Linked DNA regions of Mus musculus: region 2 is linked to region 1. The links are chromatin contacts, called in public HiChIP or PLAC-seq maps. All regions are on one chromosome and are shown on one strand. Each heading gives the region's core, a stretch centred on a gene start, on an enhancer-like site or on the middle of the called end of the contact. The rest is flanking DNA. Distances are from core to core; before and after follow the strand shown.

Evidence for each region. HiChIP or PLAC-seq counts read pairs in DNA pulled down with a chosen protein or histone mark.
Region 2: a contact with region 1 is called in an H3K27ac HiChIP or PLAC-seq map of VIP interneurons, with 9 times the contacts expected there. The contact joins the enhancer-like site here to the promoter of Adamts17 in region 1. A contact is called at or near these places in 18 of 39 promoter capture datasets (the 3T3-L1 cell line, 3T3-L1-derived adipocytes, cranial neural crest and 10 more), 2 of 484 Hi-C or Micro-C datasets (cortical neurons and nephron progenitors), 6 of 115 datasets of contacts at active chromatin or transcription factors (VIP interneurons, craniofacial prominence, embryonic forebrain and 3 more) and 2 of 9 other capture datasets (adipose tissue and liver).

The regions. Positions count from the first base shown.
Region 1 is chr7:66,838,389-66,843,854 of GRCm38.p6, forward strand. It overlaps Adamts17 (a disintegrin-like and metallopeptidase (reprolysin type) with thrombospondin type 1 motif, 17), which reads left to right and starts at 1,347. Exons shown (of 23, transcript NM_001033877.4): 1 at 1,347-1,523; 2 at 1,860-2,230. The coding sequence starts at 1,448. It overlaps Gm33627 (a long non-coding RNA gene), which reads right to left and starts at 1,403. Exons shown (of 4, transcript XR_391554.2): 1 at 1,319-1,403; 2 at 324-408.
Region 2 is chr7:67,136,158-67,141,797 of GRCm38.p6, forward strand. The region is part of intron 21 of Adamts17 (a disintegrin-like and metallopeptidase (reprolysin type) with thrombospondin type 1 motif, 17); the gene reads left to right. Among named protein-coding and RNA genes, the nearest start is that of 1700112J16Rik, 83 kb to the right of the region's middle. Within about 2 kb of position 2,319, at least 2 of the 459 cell types and tissues checked have an H3K27ac peak or open chromatin away from gene starts, as enhancers often do. A contact at or near this core is called in VIP interneurons, where this site is marked.

The sequences.
Region 1 (5,466 bases), core at 97-2,596:
AATAGCTAGCTGCTGTCTGACCACACACACACACACACACACACACACACACTCACACAGGGCTAAGGCTTCTCCTTTTCTTCCTGTTTCCCATGACATGGTTGAGGTCACAGTCAAATTCTCATGGTCAAGTGAGGCAAAGCCCTACTCATTCATAGCCACCAACAGAGCCTGACCCATGCTGCCAGTCACCCGAGGGTGCCAACCGGTGAGTGACAGCCACTAGATCAGAGACTGGCTCGGCAGCACATTCTGTGATACGCCTTTGTGGAGAGCTGCAGACAGCTTACCAGGACAGGGGCACCAAACTTAGGGAAACTCACCAGTGTTTACCTCGTCTCTGGATGCTTTCTGGTAATTCAGCCCTGTGATGAAGTCTGGATCCTGTGATGAGGGGTGAGTAGGGGCCTTTTTGAAAACAAGCAAGCAAACAGACAAAAAGGGAGAGATGAGGAGCCATCTGTGACTGCTGTGGTATCCCTGTGCTCAGTCAGTCCTGCTATCTGTAGGACAATTTTAAAGAGGCCAATGGGATTACCCATAGGGGTCTGCTAGGGATAATATCTGGCTAGATTCTGCTGGAAAATTGAACACTCATTCTGTTCGTGAAAGGCTGGGTTCAAGTTCAGGCTCTGCCTCTCAGCTCTCCAGGGTCCTGCGATGCAAAGCGCAGCTAATATACCTCCCTAAACACACCTGACCTAAAGTCAGGATCACAGACACAAGACACGGCTCTGACAGATACTAGCTGTCCAATTTAAGCAGGCTCCTTACATTTCCTTTTTCTCAGTTTCCCAGTCTTCAGGGGAGTGTTATTATGCTCTCACCTTCTTGGATTCTGTGAAAGTATAGACTGCAAGAAGCCTGCGGGGTGTGGACAAACACCATAGATATAGAAGTCAGGCATGAATTCAGGTGTGCTAGGAACACTGGGCTGCGTCTTTCCAGCCCAAACTAATCAAAAATAGGAGTCACTTCAATACATAGAGATTTTCTTTTTCTTGTACTGAACTGGTTGGTCTGGCCTATCTTCCTAGGAAGCCTCAAAGGTGATCTCCCAAATGTGAACAAACTGAAGACCAGGCTGGTGTCCTCCTGGCTGCTCCAAGATGCTGCAGCTGAGCCGGCTCGCGCCTGCCACCTGGTGTCACAGCCTACCTACTGCCTAGAAACCACGTGTAAGAAAGTGCTTACAACCTAACTACGCACGTTGGTTTCGACCGGCCCTAACCAATACGGACAGGGAAGGCGGGGCAGAGAAAAGCAAAAGCCCAATCACCGCCTACTTTCCAAGGAGAAGGTGGGGCTTAGTATTTACCATGTTGGGTTTGTCCGCAGCGCTAATTACTTTTTCCAAAGGCTGCAGGGCTGCACTCCGGTTGGCTTCGCCGCCTCGCGAGTCCCTGCTCTATCACTACAGTCTTGGGGGCTGCTGGTCCCAAGTACCATGTGTGACGGCACCCTGCTGCCCCCTCTCGTCCTGTCCTTGCTGCTGCTGGTGTGGGGGCTGGACCCGGGCACAGGTAGCGTTCCTAGCTCTCGCGGCCACCTTCCCGGTGCCTTCCCGAAGCATCCCGGCGCCCGGGTGCATAGGTGGACCGCTGACAGCATCCCCTGAGGAGGAGAGTGAAGGCCGCGGCCGGAGAACTGGTCTCTGGTTCCCTCTCGGCACGCGGATGGCGAGCTGACCCCCGGTGCGATCGAGTGGCTTCGCCAGCTTGGAGAGGCCCGGCTCGGGGAGGGAAGGGAGTGCGGGGTCACGGCTGCGCGATACCCACGGAGCCTTGCGAGTCAGCGCCGGAGCGGCCGGCAGCCCTGGTGGCCAGGCTGGTGCTGACGCGTGTCCTCTCTCCCCGCAGCTGTCGGCGACGCGGCGGCCGACGTGGAGGTGGTGCTCCCGAGGCGGCTGCGCCCCGAGGACGTGCACCTGCAGTTGCTGCCGGGAGCAGCGGGGCTCCGGCGGTGGCGGCGACCGCGAGCATCTCCAGGTGGCCATCGAGCAGGGCAAGGAGAGCGCGCCCTGCTACTGCACCTGCCGGCCTTTGGGCGCGACCTATACCTGCAGCTGCATCGCGACCTGCGTTTCCTGTCCCCAGGCTTCGAGGTGGAGGAGGCGGGTGTCTCGGGGCGCAGCGGACATCCTGCCGAGCTGTGCTTCTACTCCGGACGAGTCCTGGGCCACCCGGGCTCCCTCGTCTCCCTCAGCGCCTGCGGCGCCGCCGGCGGCCTGGTATTGCCCGCGCCCCCTATGGGTCTGCCTTGCCCAGTCTGTTACTTCTCCTGGGGTGGTCCCGCGGAGGGCTGGGCGGGAGAAGACCTACCTTCCCATCTCCTTCACTTGGCCCTTTCAGACTGTGCCTTCCTAGGAGAGAGAACACAGGGGAAGGCCTGTTATTGTCCTGGCTTCTGTTGTGTCCTGAACCTGGCCGAGGTGGGGTTGCATTGAGAAATTAGCTATAGCTCACCTAGAGGAAAGAATATGAACCTGTCGTTCCCACTCTGACAGCATCAGCACAGGTGTGTATGTTTTCTGCACGTTATGGGGAAGCTCTAAAGTGTTCATTCCCTGTCTAGGAATGGGGTATCTAAGCACTTCTCTTCTGTCCCTTGAGCCTTCTTACATTAGGAGGGGACCCCAGGCAGGCCATGGTTAGTCTCATTTTTGCTAGCTGAAAAGGTAAGACCAAGAGAGGAACTGTTGTCAGTATCTCTAGTGCCTTACTCTGCAGTAGGTATTTATTTATCTGGATGCTCCCTCGGTGAGAACTGTGCGGTGCTCACCTGTCCCAGGGGAAAGCCCTGCTCTTACTCTTTTTCTTCTCGAAGACCTTGCCTCGCCTTGTTGAGACACCTGTGACAAGTGCACGGAGAGGCACAGAAGTTTGGGGTGGTTTTGCTGTCTTTGTGCTCACACTTGAGCACTTGGCTACGTTGGTGCCCAGCCAAGTTCTTCTCTGCTTCTCCAGGGTGCCCCCAAGAAGAGCACGTGGCTGGCAGATGGTTTGCCCTCCCCACCCCCCAAAGCCTGGCATCACTCAGTTTACAATGTCTGTGCTGTTTCCCTACATTTGTCACAGCAGACCTCTGGGGTAGTGGGCCAGAGAAGCCACCCCTTCACTTGCTTTCTATCACCACCTACACAGCCAGGAGCACAGCGTGAAAGCCCAAGACTCCGAGATTTTGCTCGATACTTCTGCTTTCTTAGTACTGGGTCAGGGTTGGGGGACCTGTGGATGTAATTTCTGAGGAGCAGCCTAATTTTCAGGAATCTTTAAAGGTCTCATTTCAGGGTATGGGTTACTTTTGTTTAACTGGGAGACATTGGTAGTCTTGGCAAAAGAAGGCAAAGCAGATTGTGGTGGGGTCTGGTAGGTGTTATCGTTGAACGGGGGGACAAAGGGTGTGGGCTGTGGGCGAGGAGGCTTAAGTGGAGTGAGAAAGGCTCAGATCACTGTAGGACTCGGGTCAGCGCTGTATCATGTTCTGGGAGGGACTCAGAGGCCCACATCATTTCTCCCATTTTTTTGCCAAAGTGTTTCAAGTCTAGGTCACACCCCCGTACGGTGCATAGAAACATCTGAATCCCATTTGCTGCGGTTTCGTGAGTTTCTGGAGAGGTCAGAGTTTATACTTCTTGGTGTAAAGTTTCCAGCGAGGAGCTATCTGTGAAGGAGCCCAGGCTGGAAATCTGGAGAACATTGATGTAGAGTCCTCCCAGAGTGGCTGCTCAGCCTCCTCTCATGGCATCTGAGCCAACTTTTCAGGAAGACTGCGCTGCCCTTTGGCACCATGTGAGGGCGCTGTGCCTTAGAGAAAGGAACCCGGCCAAGACTCTTGAGTTCACCCCAGTTGCGGGTGGAATTCTAAGTCTTTAGATTTTTCAATTCCAGTTTGAGGAGACACTGCTGTTGTTTAGTCTGCCTTACTCATCCTGTTCGTGCAAGCTGCACATTGGACACTCTCCTCGAGTACACGTAGGCAGAGGCTGAGAGCGGGAGGGAAGAGACATGACTGGGAGCCGGTCTCTTAGCATAAGCTACTTGAGATTGGCCTGCACCCCACCTTTGGCTTGGTTGTCCACCCAGGTGGGTGGTAAGTTGTGCTAGGTCCCTTGACTAGGCCAGAAGCTCTCTGAAGTGTGCAGTTATGTGTGTGTTTGCCAGGATAGTCCCAGCTACCAGACATGGGTAGGGGCCATGGTCCAGAAGATAGCTCTTGTTAGCTATTGGGTGGGGGTATTCTGAAAGCCTTCTTGTCTCCAAAGACTAATGTTGTGCAGATATTAGCAGGCTTTTCCCAGAAAGTGAGTATTTTATACTTTATGAGCCATCTAGTCTCAGTCATGTCTCTCAGTGCTGCCCTTTTTGAGTGACAACACATATAGGAGGCATATAAATATGTGGGTGTGGCTCTGCTCAACCTCCTCTATCCTGGATGCTGGCTAGTATTTCGGCCGTTAGTATGTTTTGCCATGGCCAATGCCTACAAATGGCTGTGTCTTCAAGGGGCAGGACTAGTGTACACTCTGTCTGTCTTCCTTGCATTTGTGCAGTCTGTGCTCAGAGATGCTGGGAGTCTGTTTAAGGGGAGCTACAGTACCAGGACAGAGCACGGCTAAATTGTTTATAGGGCACAGAGTATAACTCACCCCCTTCCCCCGTGTTGGCAGCAGGCAGAGGTGTGGGCCTGTGGTGTTTCCCCTTCTCTGTCTTATCAGGAAGAGCTATGCCAGCTGCACTTTTTGGATCTTCAAAGACCCCAGGCCCAAGGATTAATTGACTTCTGTTTCTGCTGCTTCGTTTTATTTACATTTCACAGAGTCTTTAGATGTAGCGTAGTTTTGGAAGGATTCCTGTAACCATGGAATCCGAAAGCAATGAGCTTTAGGCTGGTGGAGAAGGTATCTCCTCTAATGAATTTACCCAAGCCTCCTGTGACTAGCATCGGGTGATGGAGGACCAGCAGAATTCCAAATTGAACTTCATGGATAGGCAGGGCAGTGGAGGCAGGGGAGGGAAGCTTCATTATCCAGCTATCTGTGGTTGGTCCGTTGCAGCAAAGGTTCTTCACGGCTTGTCTGAAGTGAGCAGGCAAAATGACTGTTTTAGGAATGGGGAAGGAAGGCTGAAGGCTGCTGTTGGGTCTGATGGACTCTTGAAACTCTGCAGATCTGACTCTGTTCACTCCATTGTGGTCAAGGATGTGGCCTGCAGGGGTACACTGTATGTGAGCTGTGGGGGCAGAGAGGATACCAAATTATTCTGGCTGTGGAATATTAAGTAGCCAGGCCTGTTTTCAAAGCCATCCCAGAAGGACCAAGAAGAATAGAGTGCCCCTAGGTATGCCTCTTCCGAAGTCACCTGCACAGCATGGTGTCTCCATCATGCAAACTAGACACTGAGTTTAGTTATCCTGGTGATCACCTTTGCTCTGGCTGGTCAGCAAAGAGAGCACCATTTGTGTGAC
Region 2 (5,640 bases), core at 1,069-3,568, 300 kb after region 1:
ATATATATATATATATACACACACACACACACATTTCAAATGTTATTCCCTTTCCAGGCCCCCCCCCCGAAACCCCTTATCCCATTCTCTCTGCTTCTATGAAGGTGCCCACCCACCCACCCATCCACTTCCACTTCCCTGCCTTGTAATTAATTCCCCTACACTGGGGCATCAAGCCTTCACAGGACCAAGGGCCTCTCCTCCCATCAATGCCCAACAAGGCCATCCTCTGCTACATATGCAGCTGGAGCCATGGGTCCCTCCATGTGTGCTCCGTGGTTGGTGGTTTAGTCCCTGGGAGCTCTAGAGGGTCTGGTTGATTTTTCTTCCTATGAGGTTATAAACCCCTTCAGCTCCTTCAGTGCTTTCTCTAATTTCTCCATTGGGGACCCTGAGCTCAGTCCAATGGTTGACTGCAAGCATCAGTCTCTGTATTTGTCAGGCTCTGGCAGAGGCTCTCAGGAGACAGCTATATCAGGCTCCTGTCAGCAAGCACTTCTTGGCATCCACAATAGTATCTGAGTTTGGTGACTGACTCTATATGGAATGAATCCTCAGGTGGGGCAGTCTCTGGATGGCCTTTCCTTCAGTCACTTTGTCTCCATATTTGCTCCAGTGAGTATTTTGTTCCCCCTTCTAAGAAGGACCACACTTTGGTCTTCCTTCTTCTTGAGCTTCATGTGGTCTGTGAATTGTATCTTGGATATTATTTGGAGCATAGATGTTCAGAATTAAGAGTTCATTTTGGTAGATTTTTCTTTTGACAAGTATGAATTTCTTTTCTGGTCCAGTCTATTTGGAGTTCTATAGGCTTCTTGTATGTTCATGGGCATCTCTTTCTTTAGGTTAGGGAAGTTTTCTTCTATAATTTTGTTGGAGATATTGACTGGCCCTTTAAGATGGGAATCTTTGCTCTCTTCTATGGCTATTTTCCTTAGGTTTTGTCTTCTCATTGTGCCTAGGATTTCCTGGATGTTTTGGGTTAGTAGATTTTTGCATTTTGCATTTTCTTTGACTGTTGTATCAATGTTTTCTATGGTCTCTTCTGCACCTGAGATTCTCTCTTCTATCTCTTGTATTCTGTCGGTGATGCTTACATCTGTGACTCCTGATCTCTTTCCTAGGTTTCCTATGTCCAGGGATGTCTCCCTTTGTGATTTCTTTAATTTTTCTTTCTCCACTTTTAGATCCTGGATGGTTTTGTTCAATTCCTTCACCTGTCTGGCTGTGTTGTCCTGTAATTCTTTAAGGGATTTTTGTGTTTCCTCTTTAAGGGCTTCTACCTTTTTACCTGTGTTCTCCTGTATTTCTTTAAGGGAGTTATTTATGTCCTTGTTAAAGTCTTCTATCATCATCATGAGTTGTGGTTTTAAATCCAAATCTTTCTTTTCCGGTGTGATGGGGTATCTAGAACTTGCTGTAGTGGAAGAACTAGGTTCTGATGATGCCAAGTAGCCTTGGTTTCTGTTGCTTATATTCTTGCACTTACCTCTCGCCATCTGGTTATCTCAAGTGCTACCTGCCCTTGCTGTCTCTGACTGGAGTCTGTCCCTTCTGTGATCCTGATTGTGTCAGAACTCAGAGTCCAGCTGTCTCTGGGATTCTGTGATTCTGTGATCCTGAGATCCTGGGTGTGTCAGAGCCCCCCTGGGAGTCAAGATGCCCCTGGGATCCTGAAATCCTGGTGTGACCAAGCTCCTGAGATCCTGTTGTGTCAGAGCTCCTGGTAGTCAAGCTTTCTCTGGGTGTTGCAGGGGTGAGTAGGGAGCAGATCCCAGGGTTTGCTCCAGGCATGGGTGTACACTGGAAGGAAACTGCGCCTCTGGCTGGGCAGGTATCTGTGTTTCCCTGGTTCCTATGGAGGTCCCATTTATGCTGGGTGTCGGGAAAGATGTTGTGGCCTCAACTGTGATCTTGAGTGTGTCAGAGCTCCAGTGTTCCTGGGTGTATCCCACCAGGCTATGTCTTAGGGGCAGATAGAACAGCAAACTATGTGGGAAGCCTTCCTGGTTTTAAGGACGAACGTGGGAGAAATTGTATAAACCAGAATGTCCTGAGACCTTGAATAGGGAACTAGATGCCCTACTGCCAGAACTAGTTGGCTGGGAGGTGGGAGGGAGTAGGAATAAGGGAAATAACTTTTCCTGACAAACAGAAACCCACTTTACAGGGTTTCTGAGGACTACTGTGTTTAAGTGGTAATCCTTCTGTTTACCCATCAGAGTGGAGCCTGAGCTGAGCCCAGACTGTCATTTAGGACAGTGTCAGCATCCCTGCTATTAGGAAGCCACTTTGGACCTAATGCTATATATGTCTACTGCAGTGTCAGGAGCAGCTGGGCCCCTAAAAGCTCTGAGTCTGGGAGAGGCTTGGCAGACTCTCTATGATCTAGATTCCAACAAGCAGACAACCGTTTATTCGAGTCATGTACAAGGATCATGCTTCATATTCCCATCCATGCCCTTGGTACTGCCATTGCTATGGCCTGCCACAGTGTACCTCCAGGGATAGAGTAGCACTTTCTAGAAAACAGTTCCAATAACAAATTGCACCCCATAGATACAGATCCTATGATTTCAATCCTGGGGAACTGGGACAGTTAAAACAGGAGGGTCAGAGCAGAAGATGGGGGTTGGGGGGAAGATGGGGCTAAGAGAGGAGCCAGGAGGCCAGGAGCAAGCCAGGAAACCAAGAGACATGTGTAGCCAAAGTGGCTGGGTTATATAGGAGTCAGAGAATCTGAGGTGTGGGCTAAAGAGTTCAAGGTAGGGTGTGGGGGTTGCCAGCCATGATGACTCTGTAACAGGCAGGCACCTAGGGAGGCAGATGGCCAGATTCTTCTTTGATTTGTTAAATAGGCACTTCAGTTAGCCATTTGTTCTGAGTTTGAGACATGTTAACACATGTTAAATCTGGTGTCTCTCCTACCAAAAGGATCAAAATGACAATTGGCAGACAAATGACAATATAACAAATAGCAGACAAAATGACAAGTAGCAGAGTCCCCTCCGAATGAGCTTTCTTGATGTACAGGGCCTCTAAAAAGCCCCAAGGGAGCCTTCTCTATCTGTCTACAAGTACTCTGGCCTCCTCCTGTGAGATGGGCAGTACAAAAAATAAAATATACAGAAAATATTTATGAGCAGTGTCTTAGTTCAAGTTTCCTTTGCTGTGATGAAACACCATGAAGCAAGTTGGGAAACAAAGGGTTTCTTTGGTTTACAGTTCAATATCACAGTTGATCATCAAAGGAAGTCAGGACAGGAACTCAAATAGGACAAGAACCTGGAGGCAAGAGCTGATGCAGAAACCATGGAGAGATACTGCTTACTGGCTTGCTTCCCATGGCTTGCTCAACCTGCTTTCTTATAGAACCCAGTACCACCATCCCAGGAACATGACCACCCATTATGGTATGAGTCTTCCCCTGTCAAATACTAATTAAGAAAATGCCTTACAGTCAGATCTTATGAAGGCGTTTTCTCCTTTGAGGTTCCCTCCTTTCTGATAACGCTAGTTTATACCAAGTTGACATAAGAATTAGGCAGTATGAGAGAGACCCCACCTCTCACCTGGACAGCACAGTAGAGCTGGCCCTAGTGGAGTAAGCCAGCTCCAAAGATGTGAGAACAGATGAGCTGGCCCCTCCCTGGCTGCAGCACCCTAATGTAGAAGAGCCAACTCTTAGGGCATGACAACAGGGAGCTTGTCCTGCCCCTTACCAAGTCAGTGCTAGAGAGCTGGCCTCTATGATGTGAGGGTAAGAGAGCTGGTCCTATACCTTCCTTGCTGCCTCAGTCAGGCAAGTGGGCTGATCAACTCAGCTACCACCCAAGGCCAGATTCAAAGCTTTGAGTTGGCCCAACCCAACATCTGCCCCATCTATGAACTGCTGGGACCAGTCCTGCAGAACCAAAGCTGCAGGATCCCCATCACACAGGGCAACAAGAGGATAACCAAGAGGAGTCCTGATGGGGATCCAGTATTGACAGTGTAGCAGAATCCAGAGGCCTCAAGCCGGTCCAATGACTCTCAGTGCCATGAACATTTTCAAGTAAAGATGCTTGGACAAACAGTGGGACACACAGCAGCTTCCACCACGAGATGGTTTTTCTTATTTTTTTACTTTTTAACTTTTATTCTTTGTTTTCTCTTGGGGGAAGGTTGCAAGGGCAGAGGGACAGAGAGATGAGTGGGATTGGGGTGCATGATGGGAAATTCACAAAGAATCAATAAAAGGTTTTTAAAAATCCAAAAAACAAACAACAACAACAACAAACCCCACTAGCCAGCAGTGATCCCAGGGGGACACAAACATTGTGGTCAGGATGCTTCCAGGGCCTGGAGCTGTTAGACACTTTCTTGTGCTCTTGACAGGGTGAGAAGGGCTGAGGGCCATGGCCTTAGAAACGAGCCAACAGTGTTACTTACAGAAAGCTCTTCTGCCCTGTGCCACTTTAGAGCCTCTGCTTGCATTGCTGGGGTCGCTACTTGCTGTAGACCAGTAGCCACCTTACTGTGACTCAGCCAGCACTGCCTGAGCCTCTACTCTGCACTGGACCCCATGCTCACGCATGGAGATGCAAATGGTAGGCCACTCCATGTGCCTCCATGGCCTCTTGACCAGCACAAGGCTATGCTAAGCCCCAAGAGCAGAACAAAGAATAAATGTTACCTTGCGAACCCCCATCCTGGGGCGTGCTGGATGAGGTGCTGATGAAAGATCATACTTATTTGGGCAGAATCCTTGGCAGAGCACATCCACTCATGTGACCCCATTTGACCCTCACGGCCATCTGTCCCAGGTTTCTAGATGCGGAAATTGGGGCTCACATTGGTTCCTAGCCTGTCTGCAGCTTTCCTGGGGGTTCCACGGAACCTGCATCCACTACTAAGGATGGAGAGGATAGTGATAATGGGAATCTTCTGCCCTCAGAGGAAAAACTTAGAGCTACCGTCCCTCCGTGCCAACCTCTGAGGACTTCGCAGCCCTTGTAAATCATGGACAGGTGCTATGCTTTCAGGCTTCCTGACTGTAAAGACCCAACCTGAGTCCTCCGGGGTATTCAGAGTTAGGGGAGGCTCTGGAAGCCAAGCCAAGCTGAAGGGGGAGGGTGTGTGTGAGCGCATGGGTCTAACTTTGCCTTCCATGTCAGAGTTAGCACGAACATTGTGAAGGTTTTCATTATTGTCCAGACCAGCTCTTTCAGGTTTCAACAGCTGCCCCGGGTTTGTACGGTTCCTGCCAAGTCTGGAGGGAAAACTGTCAGGAAAGCCTTTGAAGAGCTGCTGGAGTTTCACCAGCCAGGCACCTTTCAGGCAAACAGAAAGTGGAGCTACTGTCAGGAGTTCTGCTCCGTCTTTACCATCCGGAATCTACTTCTGCTGCCCTGGGAGTTTCTTCCTGCCTCAGTCTACCCAGAATCAGTACAGGCAGGGCAGCCTGAGCTGAACTCCTCTACCCCAAATAAGTTCCCACAGGATACCATTTCTCTCATAAGATTTTAAGAAAATAATTATAAGTCCTGGAAGCATCCCATTAGAATGTTGTGTTGATTACAGCTGGTTGCAGCTGAGAATAGAAGAGGTTTTTTTCTTGCCAGGAGGGTGTCACAGGGCAGAGCCTCTGAGCAGCAGTGG